Regions from separate parts of the Ovis aries genome. Here region 1 is linked to region 2. Evidence: chromatin contacts called from public Hi-C data. All regions are on one chromosome and are shown on one strand. Each heading gives the region's core, a stretch centred on a gene start, on an enhancer-like site or on the middle of the called end of the contact. The rest is flanking DNA. Distances are from core to core; before and after follow the strand shown.

Region 1 (5,624 bases), core at 2,092-4,591, 190 kb after region 2:
GTTCTAATCATATCCCTCCTCATCCAGAGTAAAAGCCAAAGATTGCAGAAGGTCCCACAAGTTCCTGCATGCTCAGCCTGCTTCCCCTTCAGACCTCCTCTCCTGCTACTCTTGCACTCCCCCCACCACCCTGTTCTAGGCACCCCAAGCTCCTTGCTAGTCCTTCAGCATGTCAGGCAAGCTCTCATTTTGCCGTTTTTGTGTGTATCGTTCTCTCTGCTCAGAACACTCAACCTTTAAACGGCCTCATGACTCGATCCCTGACCTCCTTACTCTCCTAAACACTGCCTGGCATGGCATAGGTATTCAATAAATATTTATTGTTGGTGTTGAAGTTCTCAAACAATCCCATCCATAAAAGCCTGAAGTTTCCAGAACAGGGCAAAGTTCCACCACTTCCTGCAGATGCAACACAAGAAGCACACAAACATCCTGCTGCTCTGAGGTTTTACTCACCCTGATCCCAGTGCCATTGTCTTGAATCTGAATCAACTTCAGGCCTCCCTCTTTAACAACCACTTGAATACTTGTGGATTTTGCATCTAAACTGGCAAATCAAACAAAAAATAGTAATTTATCAGTCTGCAGTTACTCTCCAATGCACATATTTTAAAATGAATCAAGGCATAAGAACAAATTTCAGACAAATACAAGACAGATGAATGTGTTTTTCTTTTGTCTTAAAGGCTCTGAGACCACAATGTTATCAGCTTACATGTTGTGAGAGAGGGAGGGAAAGAAGACAAGGGGAGAGGGGGCAGCCATCACTTCCAATAGGACATTCAGCGATATTTCTGCTCCTCTAGTTCTAAACTAATTACCATCTATTACTCAAACTTTATTCAGCCCCAGGATCCTACATGACCCTTATAAAATGTCACTGAGTAAAAAATTCTATAAGTTTTTCTCCACTAGCCTCTTTATGAAAAGATATGTTAGGAGAAAGAAAAAAAGGATGCTGCAGAAAATTAAATACACCTTATTACCCCTTCAAAGAATAGCCTACAAGCATAGAGCATCTATAGAGCAAGAGAAAATAAATCAGCCTGGGGCTGCATGAGAAAGAGAAGTTACCTCCTCCTTAGGAAGACAATTATTTATTCAGAAATAAGATAATAAGTTACTTAAATATCAAAGAACTTACTCAGGAGTCCCTGAATTGAAGTTTCATTTAGCCACCTCAACTTGTCTATTAAAAACAGCAGAGCTAGACTCCATATAATTTCTTAAGTGTAAGCCAGTGTGTAGTGTTCCTGAACGGTACCTCAACACACTTAAATTGCTGTTAGTTAATTCTAAAATTGGAGAACAAAAGCCAGCCTTTGCCAACTATGTAAGTAAAGTCAAAAGGAGAGACAATGCTCAGGTTCCCTGCTTCTTCTTTGGTCCACCTTCTAATTCTCTTCCTTTCTTCTGGTGGTCCTTTCTGACCCACTGTTCTTTCATTACCCCCATGGTTGTTTATGTTCTCAGAAGAATCCCTTTACAAACCTTCCAACTGGAGCATTTTTTTTCCCCTTTAACGTATGGATTGTATTAACATCAATGCATTTTTTAAAAAAATATTTGGCTGCACCAGGTCTTAGCTTGCAGCACACAGGATCTTTAGTTGCAGCATGTGGCATCTGGTTCCCTGGCCAGGGATTGAACCCCAGCCCTCTGCACTGGGAGGTCGGAATCTTAGCCACTGGACCACCGGGAAAGCCCCACATCAATGCATTTCAACACAAAAGATCCGACACATTTAGGTATACTACGAGCCTCTGTCCTTTCTGAAGTTTAGTTTACACCTAACCTTCTTTCCACGTTTTTAACCTCTTCCCTCCACAATGGTTGTGTGACAGTTCTAAACTTCAGAATTCCCGGAATACCCCCAAAAGATAAGGGATCTTCAAAGTGACTCTGCAAAAAGGGTAAGAAAATCCTAAGTGGGTGATTGGAAAGAATAGCACTGAAACATGTATATTATCACACGTGAAACATATCACCAGTCCCGGTTCAATGCATGAGACAGGGTGCTCAGGGCTGGTGCACTGGGATGATCCAGAGGGATGGGATGGGGAGGGAGGTGGGAGGGGGATTCAGGATGGGGAACACATGTACACCCATGCCTGATTCATGTCAATGTATGGCAAAACCACTACAATATTGTAATTAGCCTCTAATTTAATTAATTTTAAAAATCCTAAATGGGGACTGCTGCTGCTGCTGCTGCTGCTGCTAAGTCGCTTCAGCCGTGTCCGACTCTGTGCGACCCCATAGACGGCAGCCCACCAGGCTCCTCGTCCCTGGGATTCTCCAGGCAAGAACACTGGAGTGGGTTGCCATTTCCTTCTCCAATGCATGAAAGTGAAAAGCGAAAGTGAGCTAACCTGGCAATAATAGGAAAATCACAAATTAAACCCTAAGTTCACTGTTCTCTCCTAAAATCCCAGCAATTAAGTTTGAATATAACTCAAAGTGAATTGTACTGCTGAACGTAGATGGATGACTTCAGGAATAAGCAAGAAACTGATACCGTTTGAAAGAAGAAAGGAATTTAAATTATAAAACTTTTAGACATTCAAAAACTTGCACCTTCTGCATATATAGTTTTTAAAGGGTTTCTTAGTTAATAGCATCATTAAAACAATACTGGTTTACTGTCCTTGCTCCCCCAACAACCCTAAAGTCTCGCGACAACGCTCGAGGACACGTGAGGGGAGCAGACAGCAGCCTGGGCCTCCGCCGCCGCCGCAACCACACATTCTTGGGTTCAGGGCAGGGAGGCGTGTCCGCGCTATCCGTAGCAGCGGTCCGTTATGTAGTGGCCTTGGAGAAAGCCTTGACTCCCTTCGTACCAGTTCTCAATCATTTCCTTGATGGCATTAGCTGGCCGCTGGATAACTTCCCCTGCCGCGATGCGGTTCACCACTGTCTCGTCCAGCCTCCGGATAACCCCCGCTACAAGCGACATTTTGGCGCCAGACGATCCCGGGTCACGCCGTGAAGCTCACTGGAAGTACCTCCAGCCAATCTCCATACAGTTTCTTGCCCACGTCCTTCCCTCAATCCTGTTGACGAAATCCAGACTAACCCTCGGGCGGTAGCGTCACTTCCGGACCAGGAAGCTACTGATTGGGCAGCTCTAATGCCCGTGAAGTCCGTGATTCCGGTTTCTTAGTCCCGCCCTAACACGGCTTCCGTTCGCCTCGCAGCTAGAAGGATGTGCGCCTGCGCGCTTGCAATCGCTGCCTGCTCTTTCTATTGGCTCCTGCCTGGGGCTAGGGGATACGAAATCTCCAGCCAATAGGAAAGGACGCGCGGGTGCCCCAGGTTGGTGTCCGCCGCTGGGGTGATTTGGCGCAGAGCGGAGGAGGCGCTTGGGGCCCCTCTTCTGCTCCTCCTTCCCCTTTGCTTGCGGCCTCCCAGAGGTCGGCCCATCTCCTGTGGCCTCCGTGAAATGTGGATGACGCCCAAGAGGAGCAAAATGGAAATCGACGAGTCTCGGGCGTTCCGGGCCGAGTGGACCCAGCGGTACCTGGTGGTGGAGCCTCCGGAGGGCGAGGGCGCCCTGTGCCTGGTCTGTCGCCGCCTGGTCGCAGCAACGGGCGAACCCGACGTCAAGCAGCACTACGAGGCCGAGCACGAGTACTACGAGCGGTATGTAGCGGAGGACGAGCGCGCGGCGCTGGTGGAGCGTCTGCGTCGGGGCGACTTGCCGGAGGCCGCCCCGCTCACTCCGGAGCAGAGAATAGCTCGTGCAGGCCTGGGACTCGCCCGCCTCTTGGCCTTGAAGGGTTGCGGCTGGGGCGAGGGGGACTTTGTGCACCGGTGCATGGCGGTGATGCTGAGAGACGTGCTGCCCGACCACGTAGGCGTTATGGATGGCATCGATTTATCTCCAGAGACCACGCGGCAGAGGGTCCTGGACATTCACCAGAATCTACGCAGTCAACTTTTTAACCGAGCCAAGGAATTTAAAGCCTATTCCCTTGCCTTGGACGACCAAGCTTTTGTGGCCTATGAGAACTACCTGCTGGTCTTTGTCCGCGGCGTCAGCCACGATTTGGAAGTGCACGAAGAGCTTCTGACCATAATCAACTTGACTCATCACTTCAGTGTTGGCGCCCTCATGGCGGCAATCCTTGAGGCCCTGCAGACGGCCGGGCTTAGCCTGCAGCGCATGGTTGGACTGACCACGACCCACACTCTGAGGATGATCGGTGAGAACTCAGGACTGGTGTCATACATGAGAGAAAAGGCTGTAAGCCCCAACTGTTGGAATGTGATCCACTATTCGGGATTTCTTCACTTGGAACTGTTGAGCTCCTACGATGTGGATGTTAATCAGATCATAAATGCCGTATCTGAATGGATAGTTTTGATTAAGACCAGAGGCGTTAGGCGGCCGGAATTTCAGGCTTTACTGACTGAATCTGAATCAGAGCACGGTGAAAGGGTTAACGGACGCTGTCTAAACAACTGGCTTAGGAAAGGGAAGACTTTGAAACTAATATTTTCCTTAAGAAAAGAGATAGAAACATTCTTGGTCTCGATAGGAGCCACGACGGTCCATTTCACAGACAAGGAATGGCTCTGTGACTTCGGCTTCCTGGTGGATATTATGGACCACCTTGGAGAAATCAGCGAACTACTGAGAGTGAACAGAGTCTTCGCTGCCGCCGCCTTTGACCATATCTGTGCCTTTGAGGTGAAGCTGAATTTACTTCAGAGACAAGTCGAAGAAAAAAATCTGACCCATTTTGCTGCCTTGAGCCAAGTGGTTGATGAGCTTAAAGAGAATCTTCAAGAAGATGAAAAAATACTCGATCTTGAGAGGTATCGAGGGGTGATCTGTCGCCTACAGAAAGAGTTTGAGCGACATTTCAAGGACCTCAAGTTCATTAAGAAGGACTTAGAGCTTTTTGCTAATCCATTTAGCTTTAAACCTGAATATGCACCTATTTCAGTAAGGGTGGAACTCACAAAACTTCAGGCAAGTGCTAACCTTTGGGAGGAATACAGAACCAAAGATTTAGGGCAGTTCTATGCTGGACTGTCTGCGGAATCTTACCCGATTATCAAAGGGGTTGCCTGTAAGGTGGCATCCTTGTTTGATAGCAGCAAAATCTGTGAAAAGGCTTTTTCATATTTGACTCGAAACCAACACACTTTGAGCCAGCCTTTGACAGACGAACACCTCCACGCCCTGTTTCGGATTGCCACCACTGAAATAGAGCCGCGCTGGGATGATCTTGTGAGAGGAAGAAATGAATCCAATCCATAAACTGTTGTAGTACAACATTGAAATACTCAACAAGAATCCAATTCTAAAAGCAAACATCTGTTTGATTTTCAAGTGTGCTAATTTGGATTGTGGGAAGGCATCATGTTCTTCATCAAAATTGATCACAATTGACACGCTTTAGACAGATTTTTTTTTTTTCCCATCTCGAGGCAGCGTGGGACTGACACCTGCAGATACCTTTTTTTTCTAAAACAGAATTTCATGGCAAAGTCATTATCTTTTGCTTTTATGATATAATTGTTTTTTTAAAAGTTTAGTACTAAAATGTGAGTTGAATCAGAAGTCTGTTTTTAAGGTGTCTCGAAGAAGCTTTTGCTCTTATTTTAACCAAAAA
Region 2 (5,489 bases), core at 661-3,160:
AATAAAATTACAAGAGCAACATAGACATTTGCTTTGCTGGATGCTTCGTTTATATTTCCCTCTTAAATATTAAAATTACAGCAACACGGCATAAAGTAAAAGGGGTATTGGGGCCAGAAAGACAAGAGTTTCAAATTCAGGTTCAAATTTCACATTCTCTCATCTACTAGTTTTGTTACCTTAGGCAAATCATTATTTCCCTGAATCTCAATGACTTTGCTACTAAAATGGGTATAGTAATTCCCATATCTCAAGGTTGGTCCTAGTACTGAAAGGGATAATATATTTAAGAGTTTAGTAGAATGTTGTGCCAATACTGTGTGAGCACACACACCCACACACGTATTTGTAGTATTTATTTGGCTGCACCAGGTCTTAGCTGTGGCTGGAAGGATCTTTTTCCTTGTTATTGTTATATGCCTGATGTTTTAGTTGTGGCATGTGGGATCTGTTAATAGTTCCCCAACCATGGATCTGAACCCCAGATCCCCTGCATTGGGAGCACGGAGTCTTAAGCACTGGACCACCACGGAAGTCCCTTCCAATCCTAATATCATTCCAAACAGTCTTTCCATTAATTATGCAGTCATATAAACTAATACTTAATAAACATTATTGGATTATTGGTATTATTCAGGTACCTGAATAGGTTCTCTCTTGCAAGTCTGCTTTTTAGTTTAACTGAGTTAGCAAAACACGTAATTAATCCTTTTATTCAGATCGTAACATAGTGTGATCTTTTGGGGACATTAAGCCCCTCTTGATCCCAGGTAAAAACAAGTTTCAATATTTGTTCACAGGTCTGAGAAAAACAGCGACATGGAAAGAGAAAGAGCGCGAGGTTAGAGACTTTGTCTTTCCAAGGCTGATGGTATGAGAATCCTCCTGCCATGAAGCCACCTGTTGGTGTCTCTCTGCCTAAAGACCACAGTTCCGTAATCCACGCCTCCCTCGCAGTGCCACACTCCAGCCCTCATGAACTCTGAAAGGTGAGCAAGCCTTCTGAAATCGCAGGGGTGGGCAGCACACAAACAGCCCTTAGAAGGTATTCGAGCCAGGCTCTTAACATGGAATCATGGGCTTATTCAGCGGGTCCTGGAACCTACTACTGTCCCGGATGTAAAGTTGTATCGAAGTGTTTTGTGCCTTCTTCTCAGGAGGCTGCCCAACTGCCACTTCCCTCTGGAGGTCTTCTCCTGCCAGAGGTCTCGCCTACAGGATCTCTCATCACTTTGTGTATCACCTGCGGAGTCTCACCGCAATCTGTCATTACCTTATTTGCTTAAATCCGTCCACCCCACTAGAAGATGAGCTTCCCAAAGAGCAGGACCTCTGGTCTTTCTCCAGGGCCCTGAAGCCGGTGGATCTCGACTGAGACTCTCGGACTGAATGACAGCTCCGAATCCATCAGATATTGAACGGACTCTTTTCCCCCCAGCCCCGCCCCCAGCATTCTTCACCGGAAATCATTTCAAAATCATTCATTTTGGAAATAAAGCTTCCAGCGCTTCGGCCGCACCCACCCACCTACGTTCCAACGGTTAGAACTGCCGCCCCGGCCCACTCACCCAAGCCCTCTAGGCCGGACAGTTTAGAGGTGACCGAGGCAGGGGTAGCCGCCAACGGGCACGCGCATCAGTTCACATTCCCGACCCCCGTCCTGGGGGCGGAGGGGCGGGGTGGACCGCGCGGACCTGGAGGAACCACCTCAGGAGGCCGCCCCAGCCACCACCCTACTCGGGGTCCCCACTCTCTTCTGCGGCGGCACGCAGCCGGCCGCGGGGGGTTAAGCCCGTCGCGCAGCGCGCGCCGCCGCGACCACAAGTACTTCCGGGTGAGCGGGTCGCCGACCCTGTGGCCCCGCCCCTCCTCCGCCTCCGCCGCCCGCCGCTCGGGCTGCGGCTCCTCCCGGGGGCCGGTTCCCGCTGTCTCAGCCGCGGCGCCGAGGGGACACCGGCGTGACTGACTGACCGGCCGTAGGCGCCGGGAGCCGCCGCGTCCTGCCCGGCCCGCCTGGCCGGGGACCTGGGACCGAGTCTACCTTCCGCGCCCCTCGCCCTTAGCTCCGGCAGGCTCCCGGTCGGCGAGCCGCGCTCCGGCCCTTCCCGGCGGCGCCCGCAGCCACAGCCCGCGCCCGAACACAGGTAAGGGCCGCTCCTCCCGCCAGCCTTGGCGGGGAGCGGGGCCCGCGCTTCCCGGCCTCTGCAGCTCGGCGAAGTCCGCGCTGCCGCCGACCTCTGCTGGGGGCCAGGCCCCCTCCAGCGGGCCCCGGGGTCGAGGTCGCCCCCTGCCTGCGGCGTCCTCGGGCATCACGCCGGGTCTCGAACGCGCAGCCTCGATCCGCGAGCGGGGACGGCGATACTTCCATTGTGGGAGAAATGAACTCGGGCCGCTGTCTCTGCTCTTTGGGTGCTAGGGCTCCTCCTCCCTCTCCACTCCCTCGGTCTGTCCCCGGCCGGCCACCCGGGGAAAGGTGTCAGGCTGGTGGAGGGCGTAGAGCTTGTATGAGATTTTTTTTTTTTTTCCCCTTCCTCCTTGACCCGAACTGAATGAAGCAGGAGCAGAACAAGCGCTTGTTAGGAGTGTCAGGGTTAATGCTTGACTACGGCCAGGCGTTATTCACACCCAGATTGTTAAGTTATATAGCTCCAGCCGGGCCTGCTTCTCGTGCCCGTGGGTATGTTGCTGGAAGCCAAAGGACCTAAGGAAACCCATCTCTTGTTCTTTCTTCGACGGGGAGGGGAAAAAAAGTTCAAGTGTTTGCTTTGGTTTTTCTACCGTGGGATATACAAATATCAGGCTGTGGAGACCTGGCCAGGGAAATAATGGGATCCTAAACTTAAACTGCTTGTAGCTCTTTTTTCTTAGAGTTTCCATTTAATGACTCAGCACTTATGCCCTAAAAAGAAAAAGTGTAGTGTAGGTTCATTGATTGAAGGATAAGTGTGAGGATAACAGTGTCCATTACTTTTTCACGGCATCACAATGGGAGGAGAATGGGGATGCGGTAGTGGAACCAGAGAGATGGAGGGCAGGGTGTGGATGAATCAGGTCTTAATTAGTGTTTAAAATAAGTGTTTCAAGATTAAATGTTTATTTTGGGGATGCATCTGTTTGGAGAGGTGCAATTGTTGGAAAAGGCAAAGTGTTGCAGATAAGTTACTTGGCAGGAACTTGAGGTTGCTGTGGTTTGAAGGTCTTACAGAATTAACTTAGTTTAACCAACTTCATGCTGTGTTCAACACATGTAGAGATGATGACTATTATACTCATGTAGAATAAGAATTTCAGAAAGTGTGATTCATTGAGGAAGTTAGGTCACTCGCTGTGTGAATGAATCATTGATAGGGTTCTTAAACTTGGAATAGAGGAAAGTTTGAGGTTTGTTACTGCCTGTTTAATTAGATACCTTCACTCCTAGGAAGTGTTGCATTGAGGCTTTTGTTAGGTTTGTTGCTTCATAATTATTGTCATGAAGTATAGTAGAGAAACAAATAGTGGACTTTTGCAGAAGCTTTAGGATTTAGAACAGTTAGTTCCTAAGTGGATTGTTGTGATTTTACCCACTCTAGGAAGATAAATGTCTAGAAACAAAATAAATGCCAGTGAAAAGGACAGCTACCATCATTAAGGTAGGAAAAAGTTCACTCAAAGAATCTGCAGTACAGAAAACAAGCAGTCGTTTGAGGGAAAGACCTTACCCATTTGGGAAAATCTGCCCTTAAAAAGGTGGAATGAGACTTTATACGTGCTCAGTTGTGTCCAGCTCTTTGTGACCCAGCGGACTTTAGTCCATCAGACTCCAGAGTCCAATCCGTGGAATTCTCCAGACAAGAATACTGGAGTGGGTTGCCGTTTCCTCCCCCCAGGGCATCTTCTGACCCAGGGCTCTCTCACCTGCCTCTGCTGCACTGGTGGGCGGATTCTTTACCACCGACACACCTGGGAAGGCTATACAGAGCTCCTGCTTCAGTTCTGTCGTAGAAGAAAGCGTATATTAAAGTAGTGATTCATTATGGGAATGAATTCATTTTAAATTAGAAATAACTTTTAATTACTGGAATGTAACTTGATCATTTTTGGCTTTTAAAGTGTTGCTAAGCAAAATGACTTTGACTCACAGAGTTCTTGATACTCTTAGCCTTGATTTCTTCTATTTTTGGAAATCAGCTTATTTTATGTTGATTTATAAAGAACTGTATAGTTAATTATCAATTATTAAGTAATGGTAAATTTGCCCTGTTGATCTTGCTTAGTAAATTCTTTTAATTCTTGAACTAAATTTTGGCATTTTATTTCCTTGGATATCCATTCTTATATTCAGAGTGTTCCCTAATATTGCTTTTGATTTTTGTCCAGCTAATGGTGAGTTTCAGTTTCCAGTTGAACAGAGATTCCCTTTTGGAAAATCCCTTGTGGAAACCACCCGAACTGACAGTCCTGATGGGTAGATTTGTAAGAGAATCCTTCTTAGGTCAGGATTTAAGCATCTCCACAATGAAGGGAAAAACTGATTCGGAGAATATGTTTGGCAAAGTAGATTCTTTTTCTCTCAAAACAACAACAGATCTTTACTAGAAACGAGAGGGAGCAGTTTCTTGCAAAGCTCTTTGTGAATTGTTTACCCTGCTCCTAGTGTGAAGAGGAACAGAATCGAAAATATATGGGGGGGGGGGGGGGATCTCCCTGCACCATGTTGGGAATGTTGATGAGGATCATTTTAGAGGAAACACATTCTGTCCTCACCACAGGTTCACTTTCCATCGTACCTACAAATAGGCGGTTGCATAGACCTTTGCCTTTGCTTTCTCTCTGGAGAATCTGAATGGAGAGATGGTCTTTTAACCGGAAATATGTACCACCTTATTCAGTTAGAAAAACAGTAAAAAGTTTATGACCATCATTCAAAACTCAACTTGTAAAACTTCAGAAAGAAGGGTTGAGCAAAATTTACCCTGTGAGTAAAATAACGTTGCCCTTTCCTCCACTGTTTTTTTTTAAGATGATAGGACACCATTAGAAATGATTTGTGTTGCACATTGTGCTTTCACTTTAAAAACTTTCTGGCCTTCGATAAATTAAGGCAGACTTAAAGGGAATCCAACACTGGGCTAAAAACTGGGTTTGCTGTATGCCGACGCGCCTTCATTTGTTCTGTTTTACCTCTGTTTTGATTGGGGGATGGAGAAGGGATTCTGTTTCTTGCGGAAGCTCTGAGATTTGCTCCATGTGTGTGCTTTTATTTTGGTCTAGAGACGGGAAGGAGATGGCAATGGCTCCCCACTCCAGTACTCTTGGCTGGAAAATCCCATGGACGGAGGAGCCTGGTGGGCTGCAGTCCATGGGGTCACTAAGAGTCGGACATGACTGAGTGACTTCCCTTTCACTTTTCACTTTCCTGCATTGGAGAAGGAGATGGCAACCCACTCCAGTGTTCTTGCCTGGAGAATCCCAGGGACGAGGGAGCCTGGTGGGCTGCCATCTATGTG

What was found. A called contact is a pair of places that touch in the nucleus more often than the background predicts.
Region 1: a Hi-C map of liver shows a contact between it and region 2, with 4 times the contacts expected there. The contact joins the promoter of EPM2AIP1 here to the promoter of LRRFIP2 in region 2. A contact is called at or near these places in 3 of 16 Hi-C or Micro-C datasets (hypothalamus, liver and skin fibroblasts).

Annotation. Positions count from the first base shown.
Region 1 is chr19:10,577,375-10,582,998 of ARS-UI_Ramb_v3.0, forward strand. EPM2AIP1 (EPM2A interacting protein 1) reads left to right here and starts at 3,342. Exons shown (of 2, transcript XM_027958010.3): 1 at 3,342-5,624. The coding sequence starts at 3,443. The coding sequence ends at 5,269. MLH1 (mutL homolog 1) reads right to left here and starts at 3,068. Exons shown (of 19, transcript XM_004018218.5): 1 at 2,841-3,068; 2 at 457-547. The coding sequence starts at 2,956.
Region 2 is chr19:10,383,908-10,389,396 of ARS-UI_Ramb_v3.0, forward strand. LRRFIP2 (LRR binding FLII interacting protein 2) reads left to right here and starts at 1,911. Exons shown (of 25, transcript XM_060402076.1): 1 at 1,911-2,144. It overlaps LOC121817208 (a long non-coding RNA gene), which reads right to left and starts at 1,905. Exons shown (of 2, transcript XR_006057000.1): 1 at 1,569-1,905.